Regions from separate parts of the Mus musculus genome. Here regions 1, 3, 4 and 5 are each linked to region 2. A link is a contact called in public Hi-C and promoter capture Hi-C data. All regions are on one chromosome and are shown on one strand. Each heading gives the region's core, a stretch centred on a gene start, on an enhancer-like site or on the middle of the called end of the contact. The rest is flanking DNA. Distances are from core to core; before and after follow the strand shown. Region 1 holds the start of Rab6a (RAB6A, member RAS oncogene family). Region 2 holds the start of Rps3 (ribosomal protein S3). Region 3 holds the start of Plekhb1 (pleckstrin homology domain containing, family B (evectins) member 1). Region 4 holds the start of Coa4 (cytochrome c oxidase assembly factor 4). Region 5 holds the start of Mrpl48 (mitochondrial ribosomal protein L48).

The links. Promoter capture Hi-C pulls out the DNA fragments that hold promoters and counts their contacts. Hi-C and Micro-C count contacts between places; a contact is called where the count stands out from the background.
Region 1: a Hi-C map of B cells shows a contact between it and region 2, with 6 read pairs. The contact joins the promoter of Rab6a here to the promoter of Rps3 in region 2. A contact is called at or near these places in 1 of 484 Hi-C or Micro-C datasets (B cells) and 1 of 115 datasets of contacts at active chromatin or transcription factors (astrocytes).
Region 3: a promoter capture Hi-C map of liver shows a contact between it and region 2, with 4 times the contacts expected there. The contact joins the promoter of Plekhb1 here to the promoter of Rps3 in region 2. A contact is called at or near these places in 2 of 39 promoter capture datasets (both in liver).
Region 4: a promoter capture Hi-C map of pre-B cells shows a contact between it and region 2, with 3 times the contacts expected there. The contact joins the promoter of Coa4 here to the promoter of Rps3 in region 2. A contact is called at or near these places in 2 of 39 promoter capture datasets (liver and pre-B cells).
Region 5: a contact with region 2 is called in a promoter capture Hi-C map of pre-B cells, with 2.7 times the contacts expected there. The contact joins the promoter of Mrpl48 here to the promoter of Rps3 in region 2. A contact is called at or near these places in 2 of 39 promoter capture datasets (liver and pre-B cells), 1 of 484 Hi-C or Micro-C datasets (B cells) and 1 of 115 datasets of contacts at active chromatin or transcription factors (astrocytes).

What each region holds. Positions count from the first base shown.
Region 1 is chr7:100,606,253-100,608,952 of GRCm38.p6, reverse strand. It overlaps Rab6a (RAB6A, member RAS oncogene family), which reads right to left and starts at 1,367. Exons shown (of 8, transcript NM_024287.4): 1 at 660-1,367. The coding sequence starts at 729. It also overlaps a transcript of Mrpl48 not described here.
Region 2 is chr7:99,482,438-99,485,137 of GRCm38.p6, reverse strand. Rps3 (ribosomal protein S3) reads left to right here and starts at 1,429. Exons shown (of 7, transcript NM_012052.2): 1 at 1,429-1,546; 2 at 2,438-2,568. The coding sequence starts at 1,517. It overlaps Snord15a (small nucleolar RNA, C/D box 15A), which reads left to right and starts at 2,206; the gene lies at 2,206-2,353.
Region 3 is chr7:100,660,993-100,663,750 of GRCm38.p6, reverse strand. It overlaps Plekhb1 (pleckstrin homology domain containing, family B (evectins) member 1), which reads left to right and starts at 1,357. Exons shown (of 9, transcript NM_013746.3): 1 at 1,357-1,593; 2 at 1,759-1,832. The coding sequence starts at 1,815.
Region 4 is chr7:100,535,769-100,538,560 of GRCm38.p6, reverse strand. It overlaps Coa4 (cytochrome c oxidase assembly factor 4), which reads right to left and starts at 1,461. Exons shown (of 2, transcript NM_183270.2): 1 at 1,369-1,461. It overlaps Gm39058 (a long non-coding RNA gene), which reads left to right and starts at 1,442. Exons shown (of 2, transcript XR_869836.2): 1 at 1,442-1,757.
Region 5 is chr7:100,581,719-100,584,460 of GRCm38.p6, reverse strand. It overlaps Mrpl48 (mitochondrial ribosomal protein L48), which reads left to right and starts at 1,331. Exons shown (of 8, transcript NM_198831.3): 1 at 1,331-1,471. The coding sequence starts at 1,451.

The DNA.
Region 1 (2,700 bases), core at 118-2,617, 1.1 Mb before region 2:
ATCACTGGCAACGCCACCTCTTTTCAAGTCTCCTTCAGTTAAAATATATTAGCTCACTAACCCTAACTAATTCTTCATTTAGGTGTAAACTGAGCAAGAATTGTTTTTCTCCATGACCACCTCTTCTCTCACCTTCCGAGAGACTAGTACAACTCCGAGCCAAGCCTCAGGGGAAAACAACGCCCAGATCCCACCCTCCTTCATCCAAGGTTGAAGAGGGGGCCCATTCTCCAGAGTTGGGGGCTTCTCGGAGTGGGACCTCACTTCCAATGGGAACCGGAAAAAGAGCAAGGAATAAGGGTGGGGCCCCATAAAGCCGGCCCGGGTGGTGGAGACCACGCAGAGCAAAGGAAGAAAGGGATGGACAGGAGGCTGGGCGGGGTGAGGACTGAGGAGGACAGAGCGGCCCGAGAGGGCCCGGCTGCAGGCGGCGGAGTCCGGGCGAGGATCAGAGATCTAAGCTACAAGCCTGATAGATCCTAGCGAGGAGGAGCCAGGGACAGGGACAAGAGGAGTCGGGGGACCCGGGGAAAAGGCTGGGGTGGGGGTTTTAGGAAGAGCGAGGCCGGCGGGGAGCCTCAGCGGCCAGAAGGGCTGCACTGGGGGCGGTGCGGGGAAGCCGCGGCCGGCTGCCAGGAGCGGGGGAGTCGCGCACTCACCGCTCTGCTCTCCCAGGAACACCAGCTTGAATTTCCTCAGCGGATTCCCGAAGTCTCCGCCCGCGGACATGATGGAGCCGGAGGAGCCGCCGCCGCCGCCTCAGCCCAGAGACCTCTTCCAGACCGCTGCAGCTCCAACCCGCTAACGAAGAGGGCCGAGCTGAAGGGGCAGCCTCCGAGTCCTCTCGGCCCCTGCAGGGCCGGGCAGAGGGGCGAGGCTGAAGGGAGAGTGCCTCCACCGACCGGCAGCCGCCGCCGCCGCCTCCCCGCAGAGTCGCCTAGCACCGAGCCGGGCCCGCGGCCGCGAAGGGACGCAGGGCGGTGTCGGAGGCAGCCAGCGGTGCGCTCGGGCTTCGCTAGCCTAGCGCCGTTCCTTCCCTCAGAACGCGGCGCGGAGACTGAGGTGAGAGAGGAGGGTGGCGAGGCGAGCGCCGCAGACGCGTCTGGGTCTCGGCACGCGCAGTGCTCGGGCTCTCACAGCAGCCGCCGCCGCCACCACCGCAGCACAACCCGCTGAGTGCGCGAGCCTCTGGCGCGGATGCGGGGCGAGTCCGGGCGCGAGCCTGCCGCCCTGCCGGCCTCGGACGTGCGTGCGTGAGTGCGTGCGTGCGCGTCGCCGCCAGTGCTTTCCTGGTTTCGCCAGCAATCCCGGCTCCTCCCGTGCGGTGGAGAAAGGGGCCGATCAGGTTTCGACTGGCGTCTGGAGAAGCCGGGAGGAGGCGGGACCGAGTTCCGGGTAAGCAAGGGGGGGAGAAAAAAAAGGGGGCGCTTACGTCAGTGACAAATCGAGCCAATCAGAAAAAGCGGAGGGCAGGCAGCTGCTAACTGAGGTGGCGACGCGAGAGCGCGCGCGCGACTCTCGCGCGGAGGAAGGTGTGGGGTTCTGGCAGCCATAGGAAGTGTGGCGCGACGCAAGGCGATTGGAGGAAGGAGGAGGGAAAAGAAGGTGGGACGGAGGCGGAGCCGGAACCAAGGTGGAATGACCGCAGCAATGCGTGGGTGGGGTTGGGTCGCTCAAAGGTGTATTGTAGGTGCTAAACCCTTAACGTCGCTTCTCCTTCCTCACTTTAGCCCTTCACCCGTTTACCCTAGCCTTCTAAAACGTAATTCCTTGCTCGGCATCTTCGTGTATATAAGATTTCCCACCGTTACTCCGTGGAGTTTCATAACTACCAGAAACAAGTCCTCTCCATTTTGTGGGTGAGGAAATTGGAGTCCAACAGAAGGAAATGACTTGCAAAATCCACGTAGTCATGTCATGGAGTCAAGGTTTTATTTGAACCTCTGCTACCTCCTTACGTTAAGCCATCAAATTCCCTAGTGTCTGTTGGCGTGATCTTCTGTTGAGTGGCCGTTGTTTTAGGTGCCCATAACATCAGACGATAACCATCGTCTACATGCTAGAAATGAGTTTAGATATCATATAAGCCAAACTCCACATATTACAGATATGAAATGACTGCCCACTTAGCGGTGCAGCTTTGGAAAAGGTCACACAACATTCCAGAGGGCTGCCTCAACAAAATCACAAATCTGCAGAAGGAGTATTTAAAAGATCATCCTTTCTCCTTAAAGCAGCACTTCTGGATGTGCTTGAGTGGGGCTTCCTTAAATTTGCCATCTGAAGCATTTCCAATTGTCAACCAGATTTGAGATCCAATAAGATAAAGGTGAATGCCATAAGAAAACATGAACTAAGCATAATGTGGACAGTTACATAACATAATTAAATGTAACTTTTCATCTGAATGGGATCCCTAAAAAGAGAGTATCAGACAAAAACAAAATAATTTGAGTATAGCATGAATTTTAGTTAATAACAGTATTTTGTACTGATTGATTTATTATAACATATCAGTCCTATTAAAGTAAGCTGTTAATAGAGGAGTCTGGAGTGGTATATGGGAACTTCTATAATGGCCTTTGTAAATCTAGTAATTTTCTATCTAGTGCTTCACATCTGTAATCCCAACCCCCAGGAAGCTAAGGCGGAGGATTGCTGTCAGGGCTTGGCAAACCTGGGCTATAGAGTTAGTTCCAG
Region 2 (2,700 bases), core at 180-2,679:
GAATTTTCTGAGCACGGCCATCAGGGTAGCTGGCACAGGTCTTCAGATACAAGGAGATAGTTATAAGAAGGCAGCCATGGCTGTGGTGCACTAGAAATGGAGAAACAGCTTCATCAGGTGACAGACCAGTCTGACTCTGTCCCATGATTAGAAGCCATCTTGTTACAAGGTCAAAATAAGTTCATTCCTGTTTTCTGTAACACTTGGGTTTGATCCTGTCGTCAACCCATTTTCTGGAATTTGACATGTTCCATACTCCATTATACCCTGACTTCCACCCTGATAAGATGTTCTGCCAAGTTCCTGTGTAGCCAACATTCCCCTGGAAATCTCTCTTCCCTTGGAAACCACCTAGTCTTAGAAATTTTGAGTTATATAAATTCCACTTCTATGTTTGATGCTATTCTTTAAAACTCCACTTTAGGGAGATAGCCCTGTCTGATAGAAAATAAAACTTGCTTAATTTGTCTAAAAGAGTTTAAGTAATAGTTTTTACTTTTGTTCCGTGGGATTAATACAGGGTGAAACAGACTCCCGTGTTTCCAGTGTGAAGTGAGCCACACACTGCAGTACAAGTTATATCAGCAGGTTCTGCCTCTGGGCAATGAACTTTTGCTTGTGTGGACATCAGGGTCTGTGTGAAGGGAAGGTCCTATGGCCTAGATTTATACTATTCAACAGTCTGTCCCCGAAGCCCTGGTGCTTTATTATTTTGACAAGCCCCTGCTGCTGGTATTCCACCCTGCTGCGAGTCAAAAAAGTTCCTGTCTCGGAAAAACAAAACAAAACAAAACAACCAAAAAATAAAATTTTTTTTTCCCACAGGTTCTAGTGGAGGTGCTCACTACCAGAAATCCTACAAATAAGCCCATCTCATGGATCAGGGTTTACCTTTGTAATAATATTAAATCTGTGTGCATGTGCGCACGCATGTGTTTTATGCTTGCATATATGTATACGCAGCCATGGTTTTCTACTGTCCCACTCACTCTGTAACTTACTGAGCCATCCAGCTGGTCCTCTAAATACATTTCAATGAAAGTTTTCATTAGCGTGAACGTGAAGGTGGTAAAATCTGTTAGTGTGTGCTTATGCCTGTGGTTTGCACCTCTAGTCTGAAGGTTGCTCTTTTCAAATTTTTTATTTATTTACGTTTTTACTTTTGAGTCAGAAACTCATAAAGGCCAAGCTGGCCTCGAATTCGCTATGTAGTCAATGATGACCTTAAACTTGTGACCCTCTACTTCGTTAGTGCTGGAACCCCAAGCTTGCTGAGTACAGAGCACTTTCAGACCGGAACTAGATGTCTACTTCCTGTTCCGCCTACATTACAGGTTGCTAGGTTACACCCCCCCTACGCCGTTTTAGACGCAAAACTTCATTTCCCATGCAAAACTTCATTTCCCATGAACACTTGCAAGGGTCGCCGCGCTGCGCGGCGTCATTGCTCCCGCCCTATATACCTACTTCCGCCCGCGAGCCACTTCCTTTCCTTTCAGCGGCGCGCGGCTGCAAGATGGCGGTGCAGATTTCCAAGAAGAGGAAGGTAAGCGTCTGGGCCCGGTTCGGGAGTCCGCCGCGGGTTCTACAAGTGCCAGGGAGGCCTGTGGCTCCGTGATCAGTCCTGTGGAGCGTCTGGGGCCGCCTGCCGTCTCTTCGAGCCTCGGATGGCCGTAGATTGTGTATTGGGCCGGAGCCGGGCGAGTGCTGTGTGCCTGGGCAAGGGAGGGACAAACTCCTCGAGTTCTGGACCGACTCGAACACCGGGCGCCTCCAGTTCCGGACTAGACACCTTTGAGCGTTTCTTGGTCTCCATAATAGTAATCCTGTGGCACAGTTAGAGGGCGTGTGCCATCAGATCTAGTCCAGTTTCTTTAGTAAGTGAAGTTTAGCAGTCCCTTCTCTTAGTCGCGTGATCCTGCAAGTGGCCATAGTTGAAAGCCTACTTACTGACTGCTGCCGTGTTCACTCGGGACCCGGAGCTGCAGCGTCCCTGTGGTTATCATTTCATGGGGGAAAAGTGTGCAGGTTGCCAGGTTTAGAAATAGATGGTCTGTCGTTTGTGCTTATGCACACAGATGATAAACCTGTTTTGAGTCAGGATTCCTCTCCTATCCGAGGTACAACTTACAGTCCCAGCTGTACATGTGCTACTTGGAGACAGATTTTTCTTTGTCTCTTGGGTGTAGATTATGCCGTAGAGCCCTTCGATGAAGAGGTGATGACGAGTCTGAGTAGGAAGTGTTGTCTTTGTCCAAGATGCCTCACTATGCTGCGTTCTGTGGCACAGCTGAAAGCACTGTGGTCAAAAGAAACTTCCTAAAGATGACCAAGAGGCATTTGTCTGAGAAGGGTTGCTGCTTTTCTGTAGGGCCATTGGGCTTGCTCTGACTAACCCTGTCTTCACCTCAGAGGTAACTTGTTTCCTTTGGTTCAGTTTGTAGCTGATGGCATCTTCAAAGCTGAGCTGAATGAATTTCTCACTCGGGAGCTGGCTGAAGATGGCTACTCTGGAGTTGAAGTCCGAGTTACACCAACCAGGACAGAAATCATTATTTTAGCCACCAGGTAGAAATACCATTGATTGTCACCTGTAAATACTGTGTGTACTGAGATGCTGTGTAAACTTGGGCCAACCAAGCAGTAAATCTGGCCTCAGTGGGTGTAACTGCTTTGTTAGAACTGCATTTGGGAAGAACT
Region 3 (2,758 bases), core at 108-2,607, 1.2 Mb before region 2:
TCTGTCCCTGCCGCTTCTTCTATCAGTTACCAGCTGACATGTACCACAGTAGGTAAGAAATTGCCCGGAGAAGCTTTCTATTAGGCCTAATGAGCAACACCAGAGAAGGAAGGTGTCTTTGGTGACTAAATGAGGCTGAGCAACCCACTTATACAGTCAGCGGCCTCGTGTTGGACCCATCTCCTCCTGACCGCTTTAATGCCAGTCACAGGCACGGAGGGAGGTTTGCTTTTGGAACAATCGATGCTTTGCTTCTGGAGAACAGTTACAGCAGTCCCTCTCTAGGCCACTAGAGGACGCGTGTCCCTCTCTAGTAGATGGAGACAGCTGGTCGCAGCCGGTTCACCTAGAGTTCACCAAGCCTAGTAATCCAAACCGCTGGAAACAGCCCAGGCTGAAGCTGCTTTCCGGAGTTGGCGTCATCAGCTGTTATCCTGCGCATCCCCGTGGCTGTTTGACTTAAAAGCCTTTTTTTTTTTTTCCTCAAGGTAACCAGAGCAGCAAAGGAGAATCTTCAGAGCTGCTAATGAGGGAGTCAGATCACCCTGCCCCCAAACCTCTGCGTATGTGCAGGAAAATGAACTTCAGGAGTATCTAGATGAGAATTTAACTGATCATTATCAACATAATAGCGACTATAGAAGTATTTTAGCGGCTTAACCTGCCAATATTCTCGGGAGAGATAGCTCCCTGTCTCCCTTCCTTCCTTCCCGTTCCTTTCCACTCTTCCCTCCTCCCTTCAACTTCCTTCTCTTTTTCTTCCATCTGTCTATTTCTTTTTTTGTTTTTGTTTTGTTTGTTTGTTTGTTTGTTTTTTGTTTTTCGAGACAGGGTTTCTCTTTATAGCCCTGGCTGTCCTGGAACTCACTTTGTAGACCAGGCTGGCCTCGAACTCAGAAATCCGCCTGCCTCTGCCTCCCGAGTGCTGGGATTAAAGGCATGTGCCACCACGCCCGGCTCTTGTTTTGTTTTTTGAGACAGGGTTTCTCTGTGTAGCCCTGGCTGTCCTGGAACTCACTCTGTAGACCAGGCTGGCCTCAAACTCAAATCCGCCTGCCTCTGCCTCCCAAGTGCTGGGGTTAAAGGCGTGCGCCACCACTGCCCGGCATCTGTCTCTTTCTCTCCTTCCTCCCATCCCGGTTATAGAAAGGAGAAAAATTAGTCAAAATTGGGTAGGGTTGAGACTTTCCAGAGACCAGAGAATGAGTTAAAGGCACAGAGATGAAAAACAGCGTAGTTTGAAAGATGCGGTTGCTGGGGCTGCTAAGAGGGGATGAGCTACTGGCTAATAGGATCTGTTGTGCTAAATCCCCCAGAGCACGCACAGCACGAAAGGGCTGAAGCACTGGGGTGGCTCTGGGTCAAGATTAAAGAGACCGGGGAGCCAAGAAGGGAGACTTAAGGAGCCAGGCCGCACAGCCACGACTGGGGAGATGGAGATGGACACAGCCTGCTAGGCCTCAGAATGAAAACTTAGCCCTGCCCTAAACTGGGCCAGAGAACCTGCCTTGCCCCATCTCCAGTCTCCTTTATTCCACCCTCCTCCCTACCCTATCTTGGAGACCTGGATCAACACCACCTCGGAATCACCAGGTGACTTGGCCAAAAACAGAAGGACAGAGGAGATCTCAGCCAGGAAAGCCCGGGAGGGGGCTGGAAAAGAGGGTGACTTTCTTTAGGACTGGTGCGGTCCCTCCCTACCTCTCCCTTCAGCGCCTGCTTGGTAGCTCTTTCCTGATCCCTTTATCTCTAAGGCAGAGTCAAGCCCCACTTCTGGAACCTTCTTGGGGATGCAGCTCTGACCATCAGGAACCATGAGCCCGGCAACCCCGGTAAGGACGAGTTTCTGGGGTAGGAAGAAGTAAGGGGGGGGCTTCCCAAATAGGTAATGCCCTGGTCTCTGGGATTCTCTGCTCCTGCAGAGGTGGGGAATGGACTGAGCTAGTCAAAGTAGCGACTGTGGAGGGTCGGATCCAGGGGACAGGACCATGTAACCCGCTAATCATATGACCTAACCCCCTGTTTTGACCGTATTTCCCCCAGGCAGTCACTATACACACGGTCCACTGCCTCCCAGTCCTTGTTCTAGCCTGGTACCCTCTGCAGCGCTATCCCTTGCCAACCCACATCTTCTCCCCAACCCCTCATTCATCTTCTAAGCCTACTAAAGACCTGGACTTTCCAGCAGTGCTTATGTGAGGTTCTTTGATCCACACTGGGGAAATGTTACTTCCCCTTCACGACCCCTCAGCTTCCTTGGGGAAGCCTTTCTGAACCCCTTGGGCAAAGAGCGACTTCCTCCTGGGTAAGCCACACTCTTTGCATTGGCTACTTTCACCTCCAGTCTCCTCCAGTAGACTGGTAGCTAGAGTTGTATTGGGAGGGCTCCATGCTGCGTTATAGCACTGTGGTGCTTTACAGAGCTAGAGAACGCTAACATCCGAAACCGGGATGGAGCCTGGCTTCTCTCTGCACTCTGTGTGTGTGTGTGTGTGTGTGTGTGTGTGTGTGTGTGTGTGTGTTGTGATGTGTAGTTTGTTTGAAGAGTTGTTTGTGAAGTGGTAGTGAGGAATCTAATATATAGCCCAGTCTGGCTTTACTATGTAGCCAAGGCTAGTCTGTGATTTCCCAGTCCTGCTGTGTCAGCCTCCCAAATATGGTCCACCCCACTCTGTTTTTTTTTTTTTTTCCTACTCAGGCATAATTTCCACTTATTTTTGTTTCCAGAGAGTATTATTTTCTTCAGTCTGTAAAGGAC
Region 4 (2,792 bases), core at 212-2,711, 1.1 Mb before region 2:
GGCTGTTTAGTCAGCAATATCCAAATGTGAGCTTATTTGCCCAGACTGCTTCCCAAAGATCATCTGTTTCAGAACCCTACAGAATGCAGCAAGAGAGAACCCTACAGAATGCAGCAAGAGAGAACTCAGGAAAGGCTTCAATAGAGATAACTTCAACCTTTGCAAAAAGTTTGTTACGACGGGGTATAAAGGCGCTAAATGCCTCTTTTCTGTCTTATTCATTAATAGGTGGTTACTGTGTTGTGTGTTGGCTACTATATTAAGAGTATACAAGGGCTGGTGAGATGGCTCAGTGGGTAAGAGCACCCGACTGCTCTTCCGAAGATCGGAAGTTCAAATCCCAGCAACCACATGGTGGCTCACAACCACCCGTAATGAGATCCGATGCCCTCTTCTGGTACGTCTGAAGACAGCTACAGTGTACTTTACATATAATAAATAAATAAATCTTTAAAAAAAAAAAAAAGAGTATACAAACAAGACCAAGCTAGAGACAATTCCTGCCCTCATGGAGTTTACAATCTAGGCAAGTAAACTGGAAGTTTACAACAGTATGTACAGACAGCTGGGAAAACGAGGCAGGTCTAATCTGTCAAGACTTTCTAGAGAACCTGACTTCCAGGATGAAACTCAAGGATGAATGAGTTAGCCAAACATGGGAAAACTATTTCTGGCTAGAGGTAGACACATGAGAGGAATCACAAGTTCGATGACTGGGCTGAAAATGTAGTTTGGTAGTAGTACAAATGTCCAACGTGGAAAAGTAAATTGAATTTGATTCTCAGCCTCGTAAAACACTTCAGTAACTGGAGAAACCAGAAGAGCAGGAAATGAAAATTGGCAGAAATAAGTAAATGATTGATCAGCAAAGCTTTGCAGCCCATGTTAGGAGTTTAAGACTATTATCATGAGGAAAAGGGGTAGGTCACAAGACGATTTAAGCACTTCTCTATATAAACCTCACCGCTACGGAGGCACAATAAAAGGGTAAATGTCTTTGCCTGGAGACCTGTATTATTAGGTAGGGCCGTCAACAAATCATACACACACACACACACACACACACACACACACAAAATAAAATCGCTTTAAGATTCACTAGGTAGACTTTGTAAATAGCACTGCAGTATATGTCCAATACATGTTGTCCTCGGTACTCCTTGAATAAAATGAGTTCAACCCATGCTTAGAAATAAGGGCAGGCTAGATGCCTGACAGCTTGGCAAGGCCTTCTAGTAAGGCATGACAAGGAAGAGGAAGGAGAGAAATACAGGCATCCAAGTCCCCTGAAGCACCTCTCCCAGTTTCAGGAGCACTCCCGCCGTCCCCACTGTGCATCCGGTGTAGGGATGCGTGCGCAGTGCTCACCCGCAGGTGCAGAAGAGCGTGCGAGCGCGTTCCGCCCCAGACGCGGGGATTCGTAGGCAATAAGGACGCCCCCTGTTCTCTCCGCAGGAAGCCGACCCAGCGGGAGCACACACGCGGAAGAACAGAGCCCTCTGCAATTCCCATTGGTGAACTCTCCGTGTAGAGCCCGCCTTCAGCCCGCCTCTTCCGGGAAAGGGCGGAAGGAGCGGACCAATGGAGACCGGATCCTAGGGAAGGCACCTTGGATCGTTCTGAGAGACTGTGTACACACCCTCAGGTGACTCCAGGCCACCTGAGAGTGACGGAGGAGGCGGGTAGCCATTATGCCTTTTCATCAGCAAGAGCTCTGACTGGACCCATGTCTGAAGTGTTACCGCATGGGTTGCCAAGTAAGCTGAAGGGCACAGGATCCAGAAAAGGAATTTCAAATGGGACATTTTTCATTCCCAAGTAAAACAAAGAAACATGTATGCACAGTGTGTCCCATGCCATAACTAGGATCTAGAATGCCCTAATTGCTGAAGTGAAAGGAAGAGGCATTTTCTATTTACATTTGTGTATTTATGTGTGGCGTTGAGGTACACGTGTGGAGAGCAGAGAACAGCAAGAATTGATTCTGTCCTAACATGTGGGTCCTGGTCTTGAACTCAGGTTGTATGGTGGCTGGCAACTTTACTCAGGAACCATCTTGCAGGGGCCAAGGGATTGATCTTTCCTCACTCTGCCTGCCTTCTCTTCCCCACTTTCATTGACAGTGCACACAAGCTCCCTGGAGACCCTTTTCTTAACTTTCCATCTCTCTAGGCTTCAGGGTGGAAAGTGAGTTATTGCACCTAGCCATATCCAGACAACTCTAATCCTCTTTTACCTCTGAATGGCATTCTGTGTCATTCCTGACCATTGAATTCTCTCTCTCTCTCTCTCTCTCTCTCTCTCTCTCACACACACACACACAATCAACCTTCCTAAATTCTGTGAGAAAAGCTCATTTTATTGATTATCTGTCATTTCACATACCATTATTATGTTTTGTATCTATTTTTGGTTTTGTTTTGGGTATTTTATTTGTATTTGGGGGGATAGGGTCTCACTATGTAGCAGTAGCTACTGTGTGTAGTAGCTAGCCTTGAATATGTAGTTCAGGCTGGCCTCAAGCTTGTGGCTTTCCTGCCTTAGCTCTCCGAGTGTTGCAATGACAAGTGTGTGCCACCGGGACCAACCTTGAAGCTTAGTTCTTTACTATGATAAGTGAAGATCATCACACATATTTATGATAAATACATATAGATCATCAAGCATATATGTACTTATATATGTATTTACCATATATGTGTATTTATCATATATCTATGTCTGGTGATTTTCACCTGTCATCAGAGAAGATAAAATTCTACTTTATAACCAGTAAACAAGATAAAATTACT
Region 5 (2,742 bases), core at 82-2,581, 1.1 Mb before region 2:
ATTGCTCTGTAATGATTTAAATGTGCCATTTAAGGGCAGGAACCACAAGCTATTCATTTTTGTGTTCCCAGGATTCCATCAAAGGACTGGCAAAAGGTATTGCTAATTAAATAGTTGGTAGCTGAGTGTAGTGGCCTAAGCTTGTTATCAAAGCACCTTGGAGGCAAATACAAATTCAGAGCCAGCCTGGTCTACCCTGAGAGACCTTTGTCTGTAAAATCGAGCAGTTTCTCTCCGGGAGGCTTGTGAGGAATAAAGCGAGCTACTGAATATGCCAGCAAGATTTTGATGAAGGGACCCTGGTCTCATATGAGGCTATGTCAGTGCCTGGCAAATACAGAAGTGGATACTCACAGTCATCTATACGATGGAACACAGGGCCCCCAATGAAGAAGCTAGAGAAAGCACCCAAGGAGCTGAAGGTCTGCAACCTTATAGGTGGAACAACAATATGAACTGACCAGTACCCTCAGAGCTCGTGTCTCTAGCTGCATATGTAGCAGAAGATGACCTAGTTGACCATCACTGGGAAGAGAGGTCCTTTGGTATTGCAAACTTTATATGCCCTAGTACAGGGGAATGCCAGGGCCAAGAAGTGGGAGTGGGTGGGTAGGGGAGCAGGTCGGGGAGAGGGTATAGGGAACTTTCAGGATAGATTTGAAATTTGAAATGTATATAAAGAAAATATCTAATAAAAAAAAAAAAAGAAGAAGAAGAAGAAGCCAGGCTTGGTGGTGCATGCCTTTAATCCCAGCACTTGGGAGGCAGAGGCAGGCTGATTTCTGAGTTCGAGGCCAGCCTGGTCTACAAAGTGAGTTCCAGGACAGCCAGGGCTACAGAGAAACCCTGTCTCAAAAAACCAAACCAAAACAAACAAACAAGCAAACAAAAACAAAAAAAGAAAAAAAAAACTGTGAGCTACTGAACGAAAAGTATTGCACATCATGGCCTCTCAATAAAAGATAATTATTCTTAATTACTATGAGGATATGGAACGCTAGGAAAGTTCACCTGGGGTTAATCAGCTCCAAAGTCGAGGTAACAAGTCAAGATTTGCATACGAGACGCTGGAATAAATTAACCAGACAGGATCTGTGTCCTAAAGGAATTCAATCAAAATAGAGAAGAGAGACATTAAATAATATGTAGTCTCATAGGTGAGATACCAAAATTATGTGAAAAGCACTCGGTAACAAAGACGGCAATCCATACTGCCCAGAGAAATCACAGGGAAGGTGACAGGAGCTGGGGTGAGGGTGGAATCTGGGGAGAGTTTTATCCCTTGGGTTTTAAAAACTTCCGGAACCAAGATGCTGCGTGAGCAGAAAGCGTCTCGGTAGGATTTGGTGGACGGACGTGATGAAGACCTTTCCGGCCCTGTTTCCAGACGCCTGGGGTCGTGATTGCTAGGGTGGATCTTCGGTTTGCTCAGAAGCCGCTGTGGTCGAGAATGAGCGGAACCCTGGGAAAGGTAACGCAGATTCCACGCACGTAGGGAGCTGAGGAAAGCGGAAGGGAAAGCAGAGCTGGAAGGTGTTTGCGTGCGGACGTTTAGGCCTAGGACTCTGCGAACAGGCCTTTCCCAGCAGTCCCTGCGGCGCCTCACTGTCAATTCTTTCCCCGGCCCAGGGCGAGCTTGCCAGTCTCGTGCCACGCCCCCTCCACTTGTCACCCTCGCTGCCTCGTGCCTAGGAAAGGGAGAGTCCCCACACACGGAATATCGTCCCCTTAAATTGTCTGACCTTGGGCAGGTCATCTACTTTTTACATTTAATCATCTTTTAAGAGAATCCTCGCTGAAGTGGTTGGGATGTGAATGAAGTTACTCGGTGATAAGAGGAATACAATAATGATAAATTACACTTTTGCTTACAAAATCTTATTTGAGAGCATTTCATAAAACCGAGCGAACCAACCATTTCGTTTTGTTACTCTTGGCTTCCAAAATATTAAGAGACTATTGCAGAACCAGGTGAGCCTTCTTTCCTTTTATGAGACGAGGTCTCATCATGTAGCCCAGACTGCTCATGACACAAGTCTCCTGCATCAGTTCCCCCCAGTGCTTGGATAACAAGTACGCATCACTACCCCAAGCCACACTACCATTCTTAAATCTGGTCCTTGTTTTTCTCTTCCCTTAACAAAGTTACCAGATCTCAGTTGGTCTTTTCCACTTGTGTCATATTGCTTAGGTTGTTGTTGTTCCTGTTCTCTTCGTATTGGGGTTTTATTCCAGGCATTAATTATAGAGACTTTATCACCATAATGTATGTATAAATCAATATGGTCATTGCCATTTTTGGATGTGGGACTACCCTTGAATGTCTCTAAATTTGAGTTTCTCATCCCATCCTTCATGAAGGGACCCACTAGTTCTCTTTAGCCAATTTGTGATAACAGGTCTGCTGCAAAGATAATAGAAATAAACTTCAACATTCCATTCTATTCTCTGGTTCTATTTATCTTCTTTCCAAGGAAGGAAGAGAAGATCAGTATGCAAGGAATATAATTTGCAATAGTGCAGAAGAATCCATGGAAACCTGGCACTAAGGCCATCATCTAACAAAGCCAGGAATTGGGGTAGTGTCTTTAATCATAGAACTTGGGAGGCAGAGGTAGGAGGATCAGGAGTTCAAGGACAGCTGTGATTATAGATTTAGTTTGAAGCCAACCAACCTAAGCTACTTGAAACCTGACCTCAAAAAGTAAAAGAAAAAGAAAAACAAGCCCAAAAGTATAATAG